3 separate regions of the Mus musculus genome follow, and regions 2 and 3 are each linked to region 1. Evidence: chromatin contacts called from public Hi-C data. All regions are on one chromosome and are shown on one strand. Each heading gives the region's core, a stretch centred on a gene start, on an enhancer-like site or on the middle of the called end of the contact. The rest is flanking DNA. Distances are from core to core; before and after follow the strand shown. Region 1 holds the start of D6Ertd527e (DNA segment, Chr 6, ERATO Doi 527, expressed). Region 2 overlaps Antxr1 (anthrax toxin receptor 1). Region 3 overlaps Antxr1 (anthrax toxin receptor 1).

Region 1 (2,956 bases), core at 172-2,671:
AGCTGTCTTCCGTTCCCCACACCTGGGCTTGTAAAGCATTGCCTTCTCCTTAAGCCTCATTCCACCATCTGTACCCACCTCCAATTCACATAGGAGTGGGAGCTCCCAGCCCCCACCCCACCTCATTCCACCATCTGTATCCCACCTCCAATTCACATAGGAGTGGTAGCTCCTAGCCCCCACCCCACCTCATTCCACCATCTGTATCCCACCTCCAATTCACATAGGAGTGGTAGCTCCCAGCCCCCATCCCCCATCCTTCCATGTCACACTGGAGAAGGCTTGTGCCCCAAACCTGTCTCTCTGAAGGGTGTCTGCATAGGAGGGAGGCTTCTGGAAAGTCTCTGGCTCTAATCTTGCTTGTCACCTGTTGCTTGCTCTGCAGGGAGCTGCCATGCTGGGTGCTCCACAGACTTTAAAACCGAGCTAGGAAGGGTGCTGAGTAGCAAGTGCTTGCCCAGCCACCTAGGGCCTTAGACTCAGTCCTGAGTGCAAAACTAACCAGCCAACCAGCCAGTCAACCAACCAGCCAATCAACCAACCAGCCAACCAACCAACCAACCAACCAACCAACCAACCAGCCAGTCAGCCAGCCAGCTAGCCAGTCAACCAGCCAACCAACCAACCAGCTAGCCAGCCAGCCAGCCAGCCAGCCAGCCAGCCAGCCAAATACTGACTTTCAGTTTCCAAACTTGGGATAGTTGTCACACAAATCTATAGATCCCTCACAGGATGGGAACCATATCTACTGATTACCCACTCTGAAAACTTCTGGAAAAAACCTGGGATTTCCCTAAGAAATTACCACCTTTAAAAAGGTGATTTTAAAATATTTTTATGTTTCGTCTGTCTGTCCATCTGTCCGTCCATCCATTCGTCCATCCATCCATCCATCTGCCCATCCTGTTGGTGTGTGTGTGTGTGTGCCCTGTGAGGGCTGTGAGCATGGAGGACGGAGGTTTCAGATAGCCAGAATCTGAGCTGTTGCAAGCAGCTGTGAGTCACATGACTCGGGAAAACAACCTATCTTTAGGGTGTTTAGTTACACAGGACCATCCTGACACTCAAGAGACACGGTCATCAGGATGTAACTGTAGTTATCTCACTTCAAACTCTTCATCTGTTAAGACATTTTGTTCTTTATGACAAGACCTGAGGATTTCACGGTACCTTGCCGGGCTGTTTAATCAGGAATCCGCTTGGAGTTGTCCCCTAAAACCTCTGTGCTGGCTAGGCTCTGTGTCAACTTGACACAGGCAAAAGTCATCTCAGAAGAGGGAACCTCAGTTGAGAAAACTGCTCACCAGATTGGGCAAGGCTGCAGCACATTTTCTTGATTGATGATTGATGTGGGAGGGCTCATCTGACCCCTGGGCAGGTGGTCCTGGATGGCATAAGAAAGCCGCCTGAGCAAGCCAGGAGGAGCAAGCCTGTAACAAGTTCCTCCGTGGGCTCTGCATTGGTTCCTGCCTCTAGGAACCTCCTGCCCTGACTTCTCTGGATGATGGACTACAAGTTGTAAGATGAAATAAACCCTTTCTTCCCCAAGTTGTTTTTGGTGATGGGGTTTTACCACAGCACAAGAATCCTAACTAACACAAACAGCCCTCTCTGTCAGCGGCACCATTTGTCTCTCTTCTTACCCCGTGGTTGGTTGGCTATCCCAGTAGTGCAGTTCCAGTTGACAATCTGCCTTTTTGCAGCAGAGGCAGCAATACTTCTTCCTGGTCCCTCCAACTTCCTGCTTTTCCTCCTCCTCGAGATGAGCCATCCTGGGTCTGCCCAGGCTCTGTTGCCTTGGCCCCACTCATGGGCTGGTCTGCAACAGTTGCCACAGTATTTCTCTTGTGAGCCTCAGCTTGCAGTTCCAGATTCACTTGCCAGGGTGAAGACCATTATGGGTCTGCCATCTTTCTCTGAATTATGTTGCCATTTTGCCCGTGTTTTTGGTGATGTCAGTTGTGACATCACTGGAGCTGTGGACTCGGGGTGTCTCCTTGGGCTTCTTGCGACAGTGGGTGCTGGCACTGTGGTGGTGGTGGTGGTGTGCCAAGACACCAGCTGAAGAGCTGGGGGCACAGAATGGCTGAGTACCATCGTAGGGAGACCTGCTGCTCAAGGCAGTGCATAGCAGTGTTGCCTCCAGACTCCGGCTTGGGAGATAGCTGTTTGGATTCCCTTATGCTTCTCTGACCTTCCCTCACAGAACGGTCCTCTAACTCCGTAGCACGCCCACCCTGGAATGCATCCTCCCACCTTTCCCCTTCAGTGTACCCTCTATGGGACAGGGTTTAGGTTTTGCTCTCTCTGCATAGTCCTTCCTAAGCCCAGACTCTCCTTGTTTTGCACTGTCCCAGGTCAGCTTCTGGCTGATGAGTCTCCTGGTTCCATTGGTTTGTTTTGGGACAGTGTTAAGCACATGCTCCTCTCCTGGGCTCACTTTAAGGAAAACCATCTGTCAGAATAAACCATAACTCTCCTCATCTGTGGGGAGAATCTATTCCTTACAGACCCTACCATGGCCTTACTAGTTTCTTTGCCCATCGACTGACCTCCCTTGCAGCCTCCTCTTTCCTGACTTTCTGACCACACATCTCTGCTCTTTTATTCCATGATGTTTATAGAACATAATTTTAATACTTTCAACTGTTAATATTCAACAAATAGAATAATTATTTTAGGACATATGTCTCCCTTTTCATTTCTGATTTTATTATTTGGATACTGTCTTTGTGCCCTCTGCATAATCTGGCTAAGGGTGTATCTATCCTGTTGATTTTCTCAAAGAACTAGTTCCTGGTTTTGTTGATTCTTTGTATAGTTCTTTTTTTTTTCTATTTGGTTGATTTCAGCCCTGAGTTTGATTATTTACTGCTGTCTACTCCTCTTGGGTGTATTTGCTTCTTTTTGTTCTAAAGCTTTCAGCTGCTAGTGTAAGCTCTCTTCAGTTTCTTTT
Region 2 (2,956 bases), core at 128-2,627, 61 kb after region 1:
TCTATCCCACTGGCAGAGAAGTGGGGCTTTAATGCTGGGTCTAGATGGGGTTTTGTTTCTCTAGCGACTGACTTAATACAGACTGTGGTCCTGCAAGTATGGGGTCCAATGCTTGAGCCGATCTCACTTATAATTGGGAGAAAAATCTGTTCTGGTGCGTTAAGTGTATCGTGCATGAACAAAACTAAGGTTATATTTTTGTTTGTTTCACAAATTAACATTGTGTGTACGCGCATGACTATAAATGCACACACATGCACATGCCTACGAAGACCAGAGATCCTCTATGCTTTGCACCTTATTTTTTGACAGTTTTTCACTAAGCCCAGAACTCACCAATTTGGCTACCCTGGCTGGCTAGTGGGCTCAGGGGAACCTCCTGTCCCTCCCCCTCCAGTGTTATGTCTATAGATAGTGCCACCTGCTGTGACTTTGTTGTGAGGGCTGAGGACTTAGATCCTCAAGCTTGTACAGTACACACTTAACCACTGAGCCATGTCCTGGGCTCTGGCATCACACATGCTGCTGAGCCATGTCCTGGGGCTGGCATCACACATGATGCTGAGCTGTGTCCTGGGCCTGGCATCACACATGATGCTGAGCTGTGTCCTGGGCCTGGCATCACACATGATGCTGAGCTGTGTCCTGGGCTCTGGCATCACACATGATGCTGAGCTGTGTCCTGGGCTTGGCAATCATACATGATGCTGAGCTGTGTCCCGGGCCTGGCAAGCACATGTGATGCAGGCTACTCTGGGGATGAGCAAGGACAGTTGGAATTTAGTTGGACTTTCTTCATGCCCTGTCCTGGCCTTCAGTGCTGTTCTCTCCTGACACCTCAGGTCTGGCTACTAGCTCTGGCTGCTTGTAAAACTTATAGGGAACGTGGATTAGCAACCAGGCGCTCTGGCACCCAAGCCCTGGCTCTTTCCATGAATCAAATTTGGAAGTGTGACTTAGGTGTTGCTCTGGTGCCCTGGACTGGGATTTATGCATATGCATGAAAGAAATCCATCTGGGCATTTAATGGAGTGCTGGAGAGAGGAGTCAGGACCCACCCAGCGTGTGCTTCCATAGGACGAGCTTTTCCAGGGTGGAACCCTGGCAGGGTACTGGCTTACGCAGAAGGTAACCACGTCAGCAGAAGTCGACTGCCCTTGTACCAAGAAGAGGTTCTCTTGGGGATGTCTGCTTAGTCTTGCTGACAGCATGCATTTTGTTTGCATTTCAAAAAAAATAATAAATGAATAGGAATAAAAGCCTGGTCCCAGGAAACCAGGCTTCTTCAAAGGGATGGCCATTTGTGTGTGCCTTAGAAGTATGAAGCTGATGTGGGAACGTTTCTTGTGCCTCCACCTCCGGCAGTTGGCCATCTGGCTGAGAAGGAGGCTGCGGACTGCCCAGCCAGCCTGGAGAGGCAGAGCTCCAGGCAGCCACGTAGGCGCATTCTGCCCCAAATTGCTGTGGGCCTCGGCTCTGAGAAAGGAAGATCAGATCTAGGCTTCAGCCTTTTGCTGTAGCAGCTCTCAGCTGATTTCTTTATACTCCTCAGGCAATTAATGTTAATATTTAGTACCATGGTAGACTGTATGTTATACTGCTTACAGACCCCACAGAGACCAATACTTGGGCTATTTTCATAATAGTACAATACTCATATATTTATTAAAAAGCAGGGATTGTGTTGGGGGGTCATGGTCTTAGCATACTGACTCCTTAGAGCTGGTGTGCTAAAGTGATTCCTGCCCCATCAGTGGAGCATGGCAGGAGTCCAGCTCTGCTCTGGGCAGAGGAACTGGCTGGTTCTGTGAGGACAAAGAGCCCCATGGATATTTTCTTTACCAAGCAGTGGAACCTGCTTTCCACGGCTCTGCCTTTTGGCTACACTGGGCAGAAGTTTGTTGTCTAAGGTCCTGGCGACTCTTCCCTTTATCATATGTATTTTTTCCTCTTTCTCCCTCCTCTTCCCTGCCTTCCACGATTATCTGCCTTAACAAAGGACTTCCTGGATAATGCCATTTTCCAGGTGTCAGAGACAGAAAGGGAAGAACCTAACAACTGTGACCTGAAACAACGTGAGGGTGGACACATTAGGCCTGGACACCTCCACCCTAGGCCAGGGCAGCAAAGCTTTTGAGAGAAGAAGGGACCCCAGCAAGTCTCAGTAGGAGTGGAGCAGAGTCAGGAGTCCACAGGTCTGTAGGCTGAAGCAGAGCCACAGGGGCAGTGTCCCCAGAGCGAAGCTGGTGGATTACGAAGCTTAGCCACTCAGAGTGCCTGCCACAGAGCGTCAGCCCCGGGCGATGATTTATGAGAACAGAAATGTGCCTGCTTAGGAAAAACGGAATAATTGATTTTCCTCAAAGATTCCAGTTCATAGCAGCTTATTAAAACAGAGAGGGTGGTGGTGGTGGTAATTACTCCATTAAATACAGCATCTCTCAAATGTATTTGACACCTACGAACAACTGTAAAGCAGGTGTCCGAGACAACACCTTGTGTGGGCAGACAGTGGGAGCCAGAGACAGCCTCAGAGGGGGTGACTGAAGTTCACTGACTTGAGGAGCAGAGGCTCCTGCGGGTCTGAGAGAAGAGGGTGTGGAGTGGACGCAGATGTGCATCACACCTGCAGCCACGGCTCATCCTTTCTCTGTTTCCAGGAAGACACTGGCTGGGTTGGCTTCATGCAGAAGGGTGAGACCTCGCGCCTTCACGCTGAGGTCATCTGCAGCCCATGGGTATTACTGAAGCTCAGAGCACATGCCAAGCGATTGTTTGAGCTGGCCCAAGGAGGGGCTGCAAGTGCGTGGGCAGCACACACAGTCTCCACTGCCTGGCAGCCTGTTGAGCTGACCCTCCCTGCTTCCTCTGTTTAGCCAAAGCCTGAGCACAGGCCTCCAAGGGCAAGCTTGAGCCAATCCTCCTTTCAGTAACTCCTTCGGAGAGCCTTGCTCTG
Region 3 (2,956 bases), core at 330-2,829, 39 kb after region 1:
GCATTGGAAGCTTCACCTTTTGTTTTTAGGTTCCCAGGTGAGGATTCAAGCTGGCCCCTGAGTTTCTGAGTTTGAGCCTGTGGGATGCTGGGGAGATGTGAGAAGAGCTTTGGGGTGATTGTGTGCGAAGAATGTGCCAGGGGTGAGCTCATGAGTGCTGAGTGTTAGGAAACATCTGGGTATCAGGCATGCTCAGCAGAGACGGAGCTGGCCTTTGGAGATGGTTAAACATATGCCATGGCCCCACGAATTAAACCAAATAGTTTCCTATGAACAGAGGTCATTCAAGGAAATTGGATTTCACAGAGAGAATACTAAAGCAATCACGGAAAGAGTGTAACATACAAGCCAAGTTCTCTCTACAAATACCTTTTCCTCTGACCTAGTTTTCCCATGCGCTGTCTTGTTAGGAGGGCTGTAGGTATTTCTCAAGTTACAATAGGATTAATCTTCCAAAGTTTGTTTGGAGTTGGCTGTTTGGGATGGTGGTTAGGAAAATTGATCTTGGAAAGAATGTCTGGTTCTCAGGCTAGACCATAAAACTCTTTGGCTCACTGCTGTCTGCTGCTGTAACTGATGAAGTTGGCACACTAGTGCTGCATTAGGACATGGACTTCAGAGCAGCATCTTCCCATGCATGCCTTTTTCCACTCTGAGTCACTGCGTCCTTTCTGAAGCAGTTGCATTGTCTGTCAATCACTAGGGGCCTCAGCCAGTACTGGGCAAGCATCAGGGCCTTGCCCTCCAGAAGATACAGTCTAGAGGGAGACAGAATTAATGACTCAGAACAGCTGGACCCTAGTGGACCCTAGTGATCTGTGATGGTGCCATCATTGACTGGACCAGAGCCAGGCATCTAACCTGAGCTGGGTCAGTAGCATTCCCTCTCCTGAGAATCAGAATGTCCAAGTAGGGGTAGGCGGGCAGGCAGAACCAACCCTGGAAGTGAAAACTGGGGTGGGAGGCACCATCTTCTGTGTGTCGGAGAGAAGCAGAAGAGGACATTTAAATCCCTGAGATTCTCCCCCCTTCTCACTACTGCACATCTAAAACAAAAGTCAAGTAGTTCAAAGGTTCCCTGGCCCTGCCTTTCCATTAACATTACAGGTTTACATATAAAACGCCCATACATATGTATACACACACATATATAGCAGTATATAAAGTATATATGTAGTAAGTGCACACACACATTCAGTGTTCTTTCTGCTTTTGACTTTCAGTGTCTCCCTCCTACAGGATACTCAAGCTCTTAACTCAAGCTGTTGGCCGGCTCCTGGGAATCTCTTTGGCCTACCTCACTTTCTTTTCTGTCTTTGAACCCTACACTTTAATGTCGATCCATCATTTCAAAAGAAGACACCACGCTCTGGCTTTTCTTGTGACAGCACTCACATTCTAGGCCCAGTTCCATGACAGAGATAAACAGGTACTGTGTGAGCCCAGGGCAAGAGAAAGCGTGCTGTCGGGGTGAACAGCAGGCGTTCATCCAGCCCCCTTCCCTCCAACCTCAGGCTCGGCTTGTCTGTAATACATTTCCTCTCCTAGCCTGCTCTTTATGTGCTGTCCGGGAAAAGGATCCAAGGTCAACTCTCTTGATTATTTAATTCATTCTGCTGACACACAAGCTGGCGTGCTCTCTGTAATCGTGTCTTTTGATGCCAAAACCAGGGGTAAGATGAAAGCGTGGAGGAAATATTTGGAAGCACGAGGGAGCCGGAGAAGCGAAGGGAAGGGTGGAAACAAAATGGCCTATCTTTAGTGGGACACACGCTTTGTCAGTAATTATTACTGAGATATGATTTATTTAATATACGGCTCCCTTTCATCTGATTGCAAAGTTCTGTATTTGTTGAAAACTAGGAAAATACGTGAAGTGAAAGAGGAAAAAGAGGAGGGGAGAAGAAACACAGGTAACAGGACTCAAATACCTCTGTGCTTTTCTGTTTTAGAAATCACAGACACCCATGCAGTGCATGGATTTACAACAGTCAAATCAGGCTGTATAAAAATTAAATAACATGCCATGGGTACCCCTCCCTTTATTCTGCCTCTTGTATCCAGGACCTTGTACTTGCTTGGCAAAGGCTCTGCCATTGAACCCTGCCTGGCTCTTCACGTCCCTGCTATTTTTCTTGTTTTACTATTTGAAACTTTCATAGCTGTCTACTATAAACTCTATCTGCCCCCTATTCCCTTCCTCCACACCTCTCCGTCCCTCTTCATAATGGCTCTCCTTTCTTGCTTTAGGTGCCTCTGTCATCCACTCAGTCCCATTAGAGCTGCCCATATGCATATGGCTATGGGTTATCCACGGGTACAAGGGCAATGGTCACCTCTAAAAAGGAGCGAGTCTCCCTTCCTTTGAATCCCATAGCTCCACAGCTGTGGGTGTGGCTCTGGAGCCCCACCCCCATGCTAGGATTTTTAACTGACCATCTGTAGATCCCAAACTTCCTTCATGTTTTTAACCTTCACAGAAACATGAGATGTAGTTAAGTTCTTTACTGTGAGGCAGTAGGAATCCAGCTCTCTCTGCTATAAATAATAGGACTGCTTCCATTTGCCCACTGGTCATTCAAGGCAGAGTCACTGAGTTAGTTAATGCAGTGTAACACAGTGATCGATCATATTGTCAACTTTTCTTCTAGAAAAATGGATAACAACTTGTAGTCGCAATACTATTTTATGATGACTTCAATCACAGTTACACGTTGGGAAGGTTTCCAGTGTAATGGTCTGAGGGAGTGGAGTCCTTTCTATGGTGGTTGTTTTATTACATGCGAGGTTAGGTTTCTGTCCACACCCTTAGTTCCTGGCCTGTTCACAAGCTCTGCTCACTTCTCTACTGGGTTGTTCCCTTAAAAATTTGTTTAATAACCCACTGGGTCCAGTATATTTTTTTTAATAAGCCACTGAGTCCAGTTGATGGTGCCCACATGTACATGGGCATAGA

Evidence for each region. Hi-C and Micro-C count contacts between places; a contact is called where the count stands out from the background.
Region 2: a Hi-C map of cerebral cortex shows a contact between it and region 1, with 4 times the contacts expected there. The contact joins the enhancer-like site here to the promoter of D6Ertd527e in region 1. A contact is called at or near these places in 3 of 39 promoter capture datasets (the C10 cell line, hematopoietic stem and progenitor cells and liver), 1 of 15 datasets of contacts at CTCF or cohesin (large pre-B cells), 25 of 484 Hi-C or Micro-C datasets (the AML12 cell line, B cells, the C2C12 cell line and 18 more), 5 of 115 datasets of contacts at active chromatin or transcription factors (astrocytes, effector CD8 T cells, embryonic stem cells and 2 more) and 3 of 9 other capture datasets (adipose tissue, liver and pancreatic islet).
Region 3: a Hi-C map of uterus shows a contact between it and region 1, with 2.3 times the contacts expected there. The contact joins the enhancer-like site here to the promoter of D6Ertd527e in region 1. A contact is called at or near these places in 14 of 484 Hi-C or Micro-C datasets (the C2C12 cell line, CD4 T cells, the G1E-ER4 cell line and 8 more), 3 of 115 datasets of contacts at active chromatin or transcription factors (effector CD8 T cells, embryonic stem cells and pancreatic cancer cells) and 4 of 9 other capture datasets (adipose tissue, liver, macrophages and 1 more).

The regions. Positions count from the first base shown.
Region 1 is chr6:87,103,325-87,106,280 of GRCm38.p6, forward strand. It overlaps D6Ertd527e (DNA segment, Chr 6, ERATO Doi 527, expressed), which reads left to right and starts at 1,422. Exons shown (of 2, transcript NM_001167937.1): 1 at 1,422-1,518. The coding sequence starts at 1,502.
Region 2 is chr6:87,164,339-87,167,294 of GRCm38.p6, forward strand. The region is part of intron 17 of Antxr1 (anthrax toxin receptor 1); the gene reads right to left. Among named protein-coding and RNA genes, the nearest start is that of Gm38851, 57 kb to the right of the region's middle. Within about 2 kb of position 1,378, at least 26 of the 459 cell types and tissues checked have an H3K27ac peak or open chromatin away from gene starts, as enhancers often do. A contact at or near this core is called in cerebral cortex, cortical neurons, muscle stem cells and 1 more, where this site is marked.
Region 3 is chr6:87,142,257-87,145,212 of GRCm38.p6, forward strand. All of the region lies in intron 17 of Antxr1 (anthrax toxin receptor 1), which reads right to left. Among named protein-coding and RNA genes, the nearest start is that of D6Ertd527e, 39 kb to the left of the region's middle. Within about 2 kb of position 1,580, at least 18 of the 459 cell types and tissues checked have an H3K27ac peak or open chromatin away from gene starts, as enhancers often do. A contact at or near this core is called in muscle stem cells and uterus, where this site is marked.